Regions from separate parts of the Zea mays genome. Here region 1 is linked to region 2. A link is a contact called in public Hi-C data. All regions are on one chromosome and are shown on one strand. Each heading gives the region's core, a stretch centred on a gene start, on an enhancer-like site or on the middle of the called end of the contact. The rest is flanking DNA. Distances are from core to core; before and after follow the strand shown. Region 1 holds the start of LOC100276889. Region 2 holds the start of LOC100217144.

Region 1 (4,452 bases), core at 413-2,912, 260 kb after region 2:
TTTTTAGAGTTTTGGGAACAGCAAAAGTGGTACTCCAAAAATTGGTACTACAACTCTGAAAATTCTATGGAGTTTGTAACTCTAGAGTTGGGGTGTTTGGATAGCTCTGTCTAACTCCTCCTTGAAGTTTTGATCTGAAGTCATGCCAAACACATCCATAGTACAGTAGGCCATTTCTGAGTCCTCTATATTTATAGAGACTTTCTAATATTATAATTTATAAAAATGGCATTTAAATAAATAGCAAACATGACTACAAGTAATAAAATACTACCGATAATAATAAATAAAATACAAATAAATTTAAATAAATTACCAGCCGATACATTATATATTTAGAATACTTTAGGCATATGATTTGTACTTTTCTGCATAGAACAAACTAGTTCAAATTTTTAGAGAGCAAAAATATTTGTTTAGAACTAGTTTGGAAATCCCATTTTTTCAAAGAAAAATAGTTCATTTTTTCTTGACAAAATGGAGTTTTCAAACTAACCCTTAATAATTTGTTAAGAATTTAGGCATGATCGATCCAGGAATACCACTTGGGTCTAGTAATTTTGAAAATGTCTTTCTGGATCTCTAAACTTGTTAAGTGGTGTATTAAAGTCCTAAAGTTATTAAATGATGCACTGGCCGTCTATTTGTGACCATATGGCCGCGTCTATTTGTAGACCATATGATTCACGTAGATGCACCACTAAACAAATTGAAGGAACAAGGAATATGTTTTTAAAGTTTATGGGTCTAAATGGTACCACTTGAGGGCTTGTTTGTTTGGTCTCAATCCATATGAATAAAGTGAGATTTAGTGGGTTTAAATCCTAAAAAAGTCAAAAAAAAAATTCAATCTCAACCGAACAAAGCCTTCAGTGTTATCATAACGAACTTCAGAAGTAAAACATCCGAAGCAAGGCGTTTGGCCAAGCTGGTCGTTGTGGATGGATGAGGTAGACGTCTAGACGAGGCGTTGAGGCCTAGTAGGCCTATATGTGGCCAGGAGGCGTCGAGGCCCAGGGCGGAGGCCTCATCGGCGACGCCGGAGGCATAGGTGGCGGAGGAGTCACCGGCGGCGACGGAGACATAGTCGGGATGTTGAATATGGGTGGCACAGGTCCAACTGTGTACAAAAGAAAGAAATTACAAGGTGGTATTGATGGGAAAAATACATGATTAGATACTAGTACGATCAATCATAGCAACTGAGAAAAAACCTACCGAAACACATGGCAGGGAGCTGAGGCGGCACGATCGCCCAGCAGGCAACAGGCAGCAAGGCGAGTCGGATGGGGTCGATGTTAATGCGCAAGAGCTCGTTGATCTCGCCGCCAATGGCGTGGCAGAGGCAGATGGATGCCGGCGTCCTGAGAACCGCCCTCAGGGGCGCGCAGCAGCTCGCCGGAGGGCCAGAGATAACCGTTCCGGTCGACAGGAACGGAGCGCAGCTGCTGACCTCGTATAACGTCTGAACACAGTTCGTCGGCCTGCCGTACGGTGGCGGTGGCGGCGGACCGGCAGCCGTAGCTTGAAGCGCTGCTATCGCCACCACGGCCATGGCGAGCAAGGAGACGACGGTGGGTGCTGCCATGGCTGCTGCTGCTGCTTGAAGGTGAAGTAGTACGTATGGACTTGTTTATGAAACTGATGCTCTGCTACGTACGGTGTGGGTGAACTCTGATTTTTTTTATATATAGTCAGCACGTCAGCCAAGTCGGTATGCATGCTTCCACGTTCTTTTCCCTACAAGATTTCAGAGCCACTGACGTTCCGTTACCATCGTTCAGCTTGCCCGCAGACTGTATCGCTCAACGCTGTGTGATGCGCCCGCGCGGAGGAGTCGGTGCATCCAGTTCCAACTGACGACTGACTGTTGTCACAGCAGCAACAAGAGAGCCGAGGCCGCCACCGATCAGGTCGGCAGCAATTGACTGCAGCAAAGATCAAGCAGACGAAGCACCATGTTTTTTATTAAGTAAAGTATATCATCATCCTCACATTTGGCATGATGTGTCACTCAAACTAGAAAAAAAACGGATGTTGTAACCTAATCAGTACATCCAAAAAATTTGATCAAGCTGGATGTCGACGTGGTGTACAACGCTAAATCATATTAATGAAAGTTTGGAGATCCAAATGACACAATATTGCTAAATTTAGAGACCTAAGGGACACGACACATTAAGTTTAGAGACCAAAATCTATACTATATTAAGATCCTATTTGAGAGGGCTTCATTTTTAAATTGCAGCTTCCATTTTCCAACTTCACCAAAAAGACAACTTCAAAAGATTGATAAGATAGGGTTCAAAAGTGTTTGACTTGCACATAGACTCCAGCTTCTATAATACAACTGACTTGTGCGAGTTTTCTTAATTACCCTTGATGTTTAGCGGGTGGAGAAAGAGATATGAATCGATACATCATGTAACGAATAGCTGGTGGGTAATTTTTATGTAACTTCATAAAGAGGTATAAAAACAGTGTTTGTGAAGCACACTTTGAGGAGCATAAAAAATTTCATAAAACTGGTCTCTTGTTTTAATTTTTTTTAAACTAGAGCTCGTTGAGCTCGACCTGTTTGGATAGAAGAAGCTAAAATAGACCTGAAATTATTGAAGTATAGCTCTCCCAAGCAGCGTCTAAATTACAAGTTTTCCTGGTTCCACGGTTTCCGTATTCACTTTTACAAAAAAAAAAAAAAACTTATATTTCTTTCTAATCAATCATGGTCCCTCTGACTTGGTCGGATCCACATTTAAACATTTAATTGGTTATAAGAAAAATTATGTATAAATAAAGATTCAAACCATTATTGTAGTTTTAAACTTGCATTTACATTCACCTAACCAACAAAATATATATATGTTTGTGTTTTATACTTTATATTAAAATATAAATAAAAATCGCAGCAATGAACATGTACTTTGGATTAAAGTAACATGTCTCGTCGGCAGTCCGTAGCACACGTGGTTGTAGCTGGTGCAGCCGGCCAGACCAGAAGCTAGCGTGACCCCACCCCCACACATTCATCCAACATGCTACATGCGTGGTTGAAGCTGGTGCGATGGATGAATCCAATCCGGCGGGTTGGTGAGTGTTTGCTTGACGTATAAGAAGCCATGGAAGAAGCGACTATATTTTGTATCGTGTTTGGATGAGAGTCACGTTATAGTAAGATAAACATTAGAGCAATTTTTAATCATGACGTGATTTCAAAAAATCGATGAAACGGTATCGTCTCACTTTCTACCTCCTTTTATCTTTCTCCACACATAATTTTCATGATACCTAGATTTTTTTCTATAGCTAAATTCTTCATCAACCATATTCTAAAAAAACTCATCAGAAAAAGTTAAACCAAACAAACTCATAGAGCTCATGCTTTCCTTTATTTAATCGTTAATAAGTTAATAATGTTCACGTCGAGGAGATCTTCCGTTAATTGTTAATGTTCGTTTTGTGTACAGGTGGTCACAGGAGAAGTATCTGTGGCATGCCAACTTTGTAGAAATCCTAATAAACCAATAATCCACGACCATAACGTTTTCTTCCATCTTTTTTACTGCCATCTCTCGTGTAAATGATCGTGGAAAGTTTTACACTGTTTTGCAATGTACATTACACTGTTTACAGAATAAAATCGAAAATAAAAAGTAAGATAGAAAGCAGAATAGAGAGTCTATTGGATCCTACTATCTCCAGCAGACTACCTCACTGTATTTTAAACTATATATTCAACAAACAGTGAAATATATAGTACAAAATAGTACTTTGTAGGGTCGTTTACGTAGGCTGTTGGAGATAGCCTCAAGCTGGTTGTCTACAGCTCCGGATCAGGCCACCCAACTATCTGATGTAGTCATGGTAACATAGCATTCAATGAACCTGATGTCAAGCAGATGACACAACAATTCGAAACTGCATGATTCAAACCCGCAGAAAGCAGTTTGCCTGGTTCTATTATTTCAGGCACAAAACGAACGCTTATCATTCCTTTACCAGTACTGCGCAAGACATACACGGAGAGGAAGAAAATAACGAAGCAAATTATCATAATCATCAGTTGGCATCCGAAACCCGTTTCCCAGCCATTAAATCATAAGGGTCGAGAAGGGTCTTCCTTCTGATGAGACGAACATGTAGTCTCATTGGCACAGCCTGTTTTATTGGCAGCTCATTGCAAAGCAACTTCTCGGTCTTGATTAGGTCAAATGGTATTTTCTACATCAATTTTGCTGTCACAACGTTTCGGAAACGGAATCCAAAGTGTAGCATGGTCCTCGTATCGACACAGGTTGGAGAAGCTGAAAAGGACAGGACCTTCGGAAAAAATAACAGCAGATCAAGTGATCTGTGTTGAGTAGAAAACCCACATCAAAGTCAAAGGGCAGAGACCCGCCACAACAAAATACGTAGCCATGCAGATAGCTCTGAAACGTTAGAGAAGTCAAC
Region 2 (4,005 bases), core at 549-3,048:
AATATAGTGTCTAGTACTCATCTACGACCCCTATCCCGTTTTTCCCATGATCCTACCTTCCCGTGAAACTTCATCGTACCTAGGGTAACCTAGGGTGTAGGAACGTTGCCTCGTTTGGAGTGCTCGTTGCTTTGGCCATTTCGACCCGCGATGATACTGCTCGTTGCTTTTGCCCTTGCTGCCTCGCGATGGTACTGCACGTTGGGTCTCTATGCCTGCAGGTTGCCTAGCGCCTTCTCTACTGATGCGAATAGCATATGCAACTAGCGGTAGTGAATAGCAGATGGCGTGGCAAAAAACATTTCCCAAACTATGGCAGGTTAACAGATTAGTAATTATAGGACCTATTGTTGGATCTAAACAATTTGTTGGGCCTTAAAATTATTTAAAATGGTTCCTATTTTAAAAATTAGGACCCAATTTTAGGACTCTCACGGCTTCCAAAATCTATTTTTAGGAGCATCTAAAAAGTTATTGGAAGTAGATTATAACCCTTTCTCCGACAGTTTCCCTAAAACGAATCAAAAATATTTTAAGCTAGATCAGATCAGCATTCGTCTTATATCGATATCTTTTTACGGATGCATTTTCTTATTCCGCAGCTTTAACGTCTGCATAGCGACCAAACCTATGCCGCCATTAAGGTCGGTGGCGGTACATGGGCGGGAGCGACCAGCGAGGGAGGATCAAGGATCAACTATGGGCCCAAGCAACAATAGAGGCCTGACCAACAACGGAGGTCCAATAGCAGGGCCGCATGACGACAGGTTGCGCGGCCGTGACAGCGGACACCCTGCTAGTTTTTGCAAACGAGAAAGAATTTGTGCAGAAAAATACACACAAAGCAGTAAAAAAAAAGAAAGTTTGCTCGATTTTGCATGCGCTTGCGTTTCTAGGGAGCCCAAAAGTTTTATTTTTTCTAGCTATAAATGAGATAGTTTAGGGCTACGAAAAAATTAGAGGAACTTTAGGATAGTGTTGGAGACAAGATTTTGTGTTTTTTCCAAAAAAAAAAACTTAATTTAGAAGACTGCTTGGATGGAAGGATAACAACACCGTCAGAGCATCTCCATTAGTTCTCCAAAAAATGCTCCATAAACTCTGATTTAGTAAGTTGTTAAATATATATTGTAAACAAAAACTATCTTAACATCCAACGGTCCCCAATTCTTAAACCATTGAATATTTAAATTATGTTAACTCGATGGTAAATTCATTATTTTCTTAATTTAAATTATTTGAAGTACATCAATTCATTATTTTCTTAACTTGAATTATTTAAAGTACATTATTTTTACACGGGTGGGTGCGAATTTGATGGTGATTTTATGGTGTGATTGGGCTATTGAGAGGTGAACAACTTCCTAAGTTTGGCGACTAAATAGTGATATTTTAAAATTTAGTATAAATTAGGATCTCATTTAAGAAACTGTTAACACTCTAAATTAAATATATGGAGGTTTTTTTTTGAACTTCTGGAGATGCTCTCATGGTAGTGGAGGATTACTCCTTGAGTGAGCTCTGAGCTGCGCAGTGCGCACGTCCATTCGACCCACGTGCTGACACTTGACAGTGACAGAATAATCAATTCAAAACTGCAAATGGCTGCGTAAAAAATACTAATACAGTATGAAAGTGAAAATGAGCCGGAGACCAAGACTGGGGAGACAGCACAGTCACGGAATCAAAACACAAAAACGATTTTTACAAACAAAATAAAAAAGACTTTCCTAAAGAGAGAGAAATGACGACAAAAACAAAAGAGAGACTTCAACTGGGCAGGCGCCGACGGCGACGTGTGGGTGGTGGCGGCTGGTCCCAAGCTCGGGGCGGGCGCGACGCGCGAGCACCGCACCGATGCCGATGCTCCTCCCACCCCCTCCCCTCCCCTCCTCCTCATCACCCAACTACTACCTCCCATCCCATCCGCGCCCTCCTTCGGTCCTCTCCCATCCGCTCCGCTCGCAGCCCCTCCCCTTGCCCCCCGCGATGTCGTCGTCGTCACCGCCGCCGCGGCCCGACGACGACGACGGTGCGCAGGAGGTGGGCGCCAGCGATGGGAGGTCGCTGGGCTACGGCGAGGCGGAGTACTGGGACGCGCGGTACGTGGAGGAGGGCGGCGCGCCGTACGACTGGTATCAACGCTACGACGCGCTCCGCCCCTTCGTCCGCTGCTTCGCGCCGCCGGCGTCCCGGATCCTCATGGTTGGCTGCGGCTCCGCACGTACGCAATCCGCCCCAACCCACTTCCTTCTAGTAACCAGTAACTCTACCCATCGTACTATCAGCAACAGTAATAGCGGACGAGCGGAGTTTTCCTTGTTGCGGCGTTGCTTCGCTTTCTTCCAATAATCCCTCGATGTTCCCGAAAATAGAAAGCTCAGGTCAATTTTCTCCTCCTCTTGTTGCTCGTAATAGTAAGCAATCTGCGAAATGCGCCGATAGAATTGAAACCACTGTTTGGGTTTGGCCACGCAATAGTAGTGTCTGCAGAAGTGTCGGTGCCTAGGTGGTGATTTGGTTGCGCTTTTTTTTTGTATCTTTGCTTAATTACTGTACGTATATCGTCATGGGGCATGACAACGGGACAGGGTCTTTCTCGCGCCACTTCTTTTCTGCCAAGTCGTTCTCTTGGTCGGTCTACGTGTTGGGCATAGTGTTTCATCTGCTGTTTACTCTGAACGGAATCCTGCTGCTGCTGTGGATTGCTCTACGGACTACAGATATGCCACTTGTGAAGCATACTGGAATTGCACGCTCTTGTTTCTTGTCACTCGTCTACGCAGCATTATTGTGTTTCTTTGCTTTTCCTTATGTTGAACGTGGAGTCACACATCCCGAACCACGAACCAGCACTTGTCTGTATGATTTATTTTAATTCGTCCAGGAAACAACAGGGTTGTACAGTCGATTGTCTCAATGCACTCTGATCAGGCTAGTCCTGTAGTACAGCAAGTTTGCTTTTTGTTCTTGTCAGGCAAACCTCCACACTTTCATGCTTCTTCTTTTCCTTAATCACATTCTCCGTCCTAATTAATGCAACTAATCCAATTTTCTTCTCTGATGCCTGTAGTCATGTCGGAGGATATGGTCACTGACGGCTATGTGGAGATAGTGAACATTGACATTTCGTCGGTTGTGATTGAGATGATGAGAAAGAAATACTTCGATGTTCCTCAGCTGCAATGTATCCTTTGACTGTTTTTATCATTTCCCCCAATCTATTGTCCATTGATACCCTTATGAACTGCAGACTTGCGCATGGATGTTAGAGATATGAGTATGTTTCCGGACGAATCGTTCGATTGTGCAATCGATAAAGGTACACTTTTCCTGCTATGATGTTCTGTTTGTGGCCATTGCTGACACGCATTTGAAGTAATTTCACTCACTTAACTTTGTTAAATTCTTAGGGACTCTGGACTCATTGATGGTAAGTAGGAGTAGGTAACATTAAGTCACCATGTCTTTTTCCTTATTTCTGGACTTCTTCAGCAATGCCGTCTTGCTGCTTTCATAGTGTGGTGTGGATGCTCCCCTCAGTGCAGCTCAGATGATTTTGGAAGTGGACAGGTTTTTTAGTGTCTTGCTGCCTTTCTGAAGTATCACTCTGCAGTGTCATCTGGGCCAAGATATCTTGTAAATTTCAACAGCCCTGCAGCCTTATCAGTTATACTTTTTTATTGCAGGCTTCTTAAACCAGGAGGAACCTTTATTTTGGTACGCACTTTTGTACATTTGCTCTGAAAGTAGTGCTGTTGAGGACAATTTTGGGTCTGAGTTCTAGATTATTTCTCCATTCCTCTTCTTAGTCATGGGCCTATGGGCCTTAGTCACATACACAGCCCAGCATCAACAATGTTGAAACCCTGGTATGCATTTTGACCCAATTTTCGTGTGTGAACTTGTAGATAACATATGGTGATCCATCGGTACGAATGCCTCATTTGAATCAATCAGCATGTGACTGGAAAGTTGTACTTTATATTCTACGTACGTATCAAA

What was found. A called contact is a pair of places that touch in the nucleus more often than the background predicts.
Region 1: a Hi-C map of tassel shows a contact between it and region 2, with 1.7 times the contacts expected there. The contact joins the promoter of LOC100276889 here to the promoter of LOC100217144 in region 2. A contact is called at or near these places in 2 of 25 Hi-C or Micro-C datasets (ear and tassel).

Annotation. Positions count from the first base shown.
Region 1 is chr7:180,017,283-180,021,734 of Zm-B73-REFERENCE-NAM-5.0, forward strand. It overlaps LOC100276889, which reads right to left and starts at 1,663. Exons shown (of 2, transcript NM_001150591.2): 1 at 1,219-1,663; 2 at 853-1,120. The coding sequence starts at 1,588. The coding sequence ends at 987. It overlaps LOC103643027 (30S ribosomal protein S9, chloroplastic), which reads right to left. Exons shown (of 5, transcript NM_001346498.3): 5 at 4,028-4,430.
Region 2 is chr7:179,759,549-179,763,553 of Zm-B73-REFERENCE-NAM-5.0, forward strand. LOC100217144 reads left to right here and starts at 1,799. Exons shown (of 8, transcript NM_001359648.1): 1 at 1,799-2,224; 2 at 3,074-3,187; 3 at 3,254-3,322; 4 at 3,414-3,433; 5 at 3,521-3,573; 6 at 3,690-3,720; 7 at 3,912-3,993. The coding sequence starts at 1,858.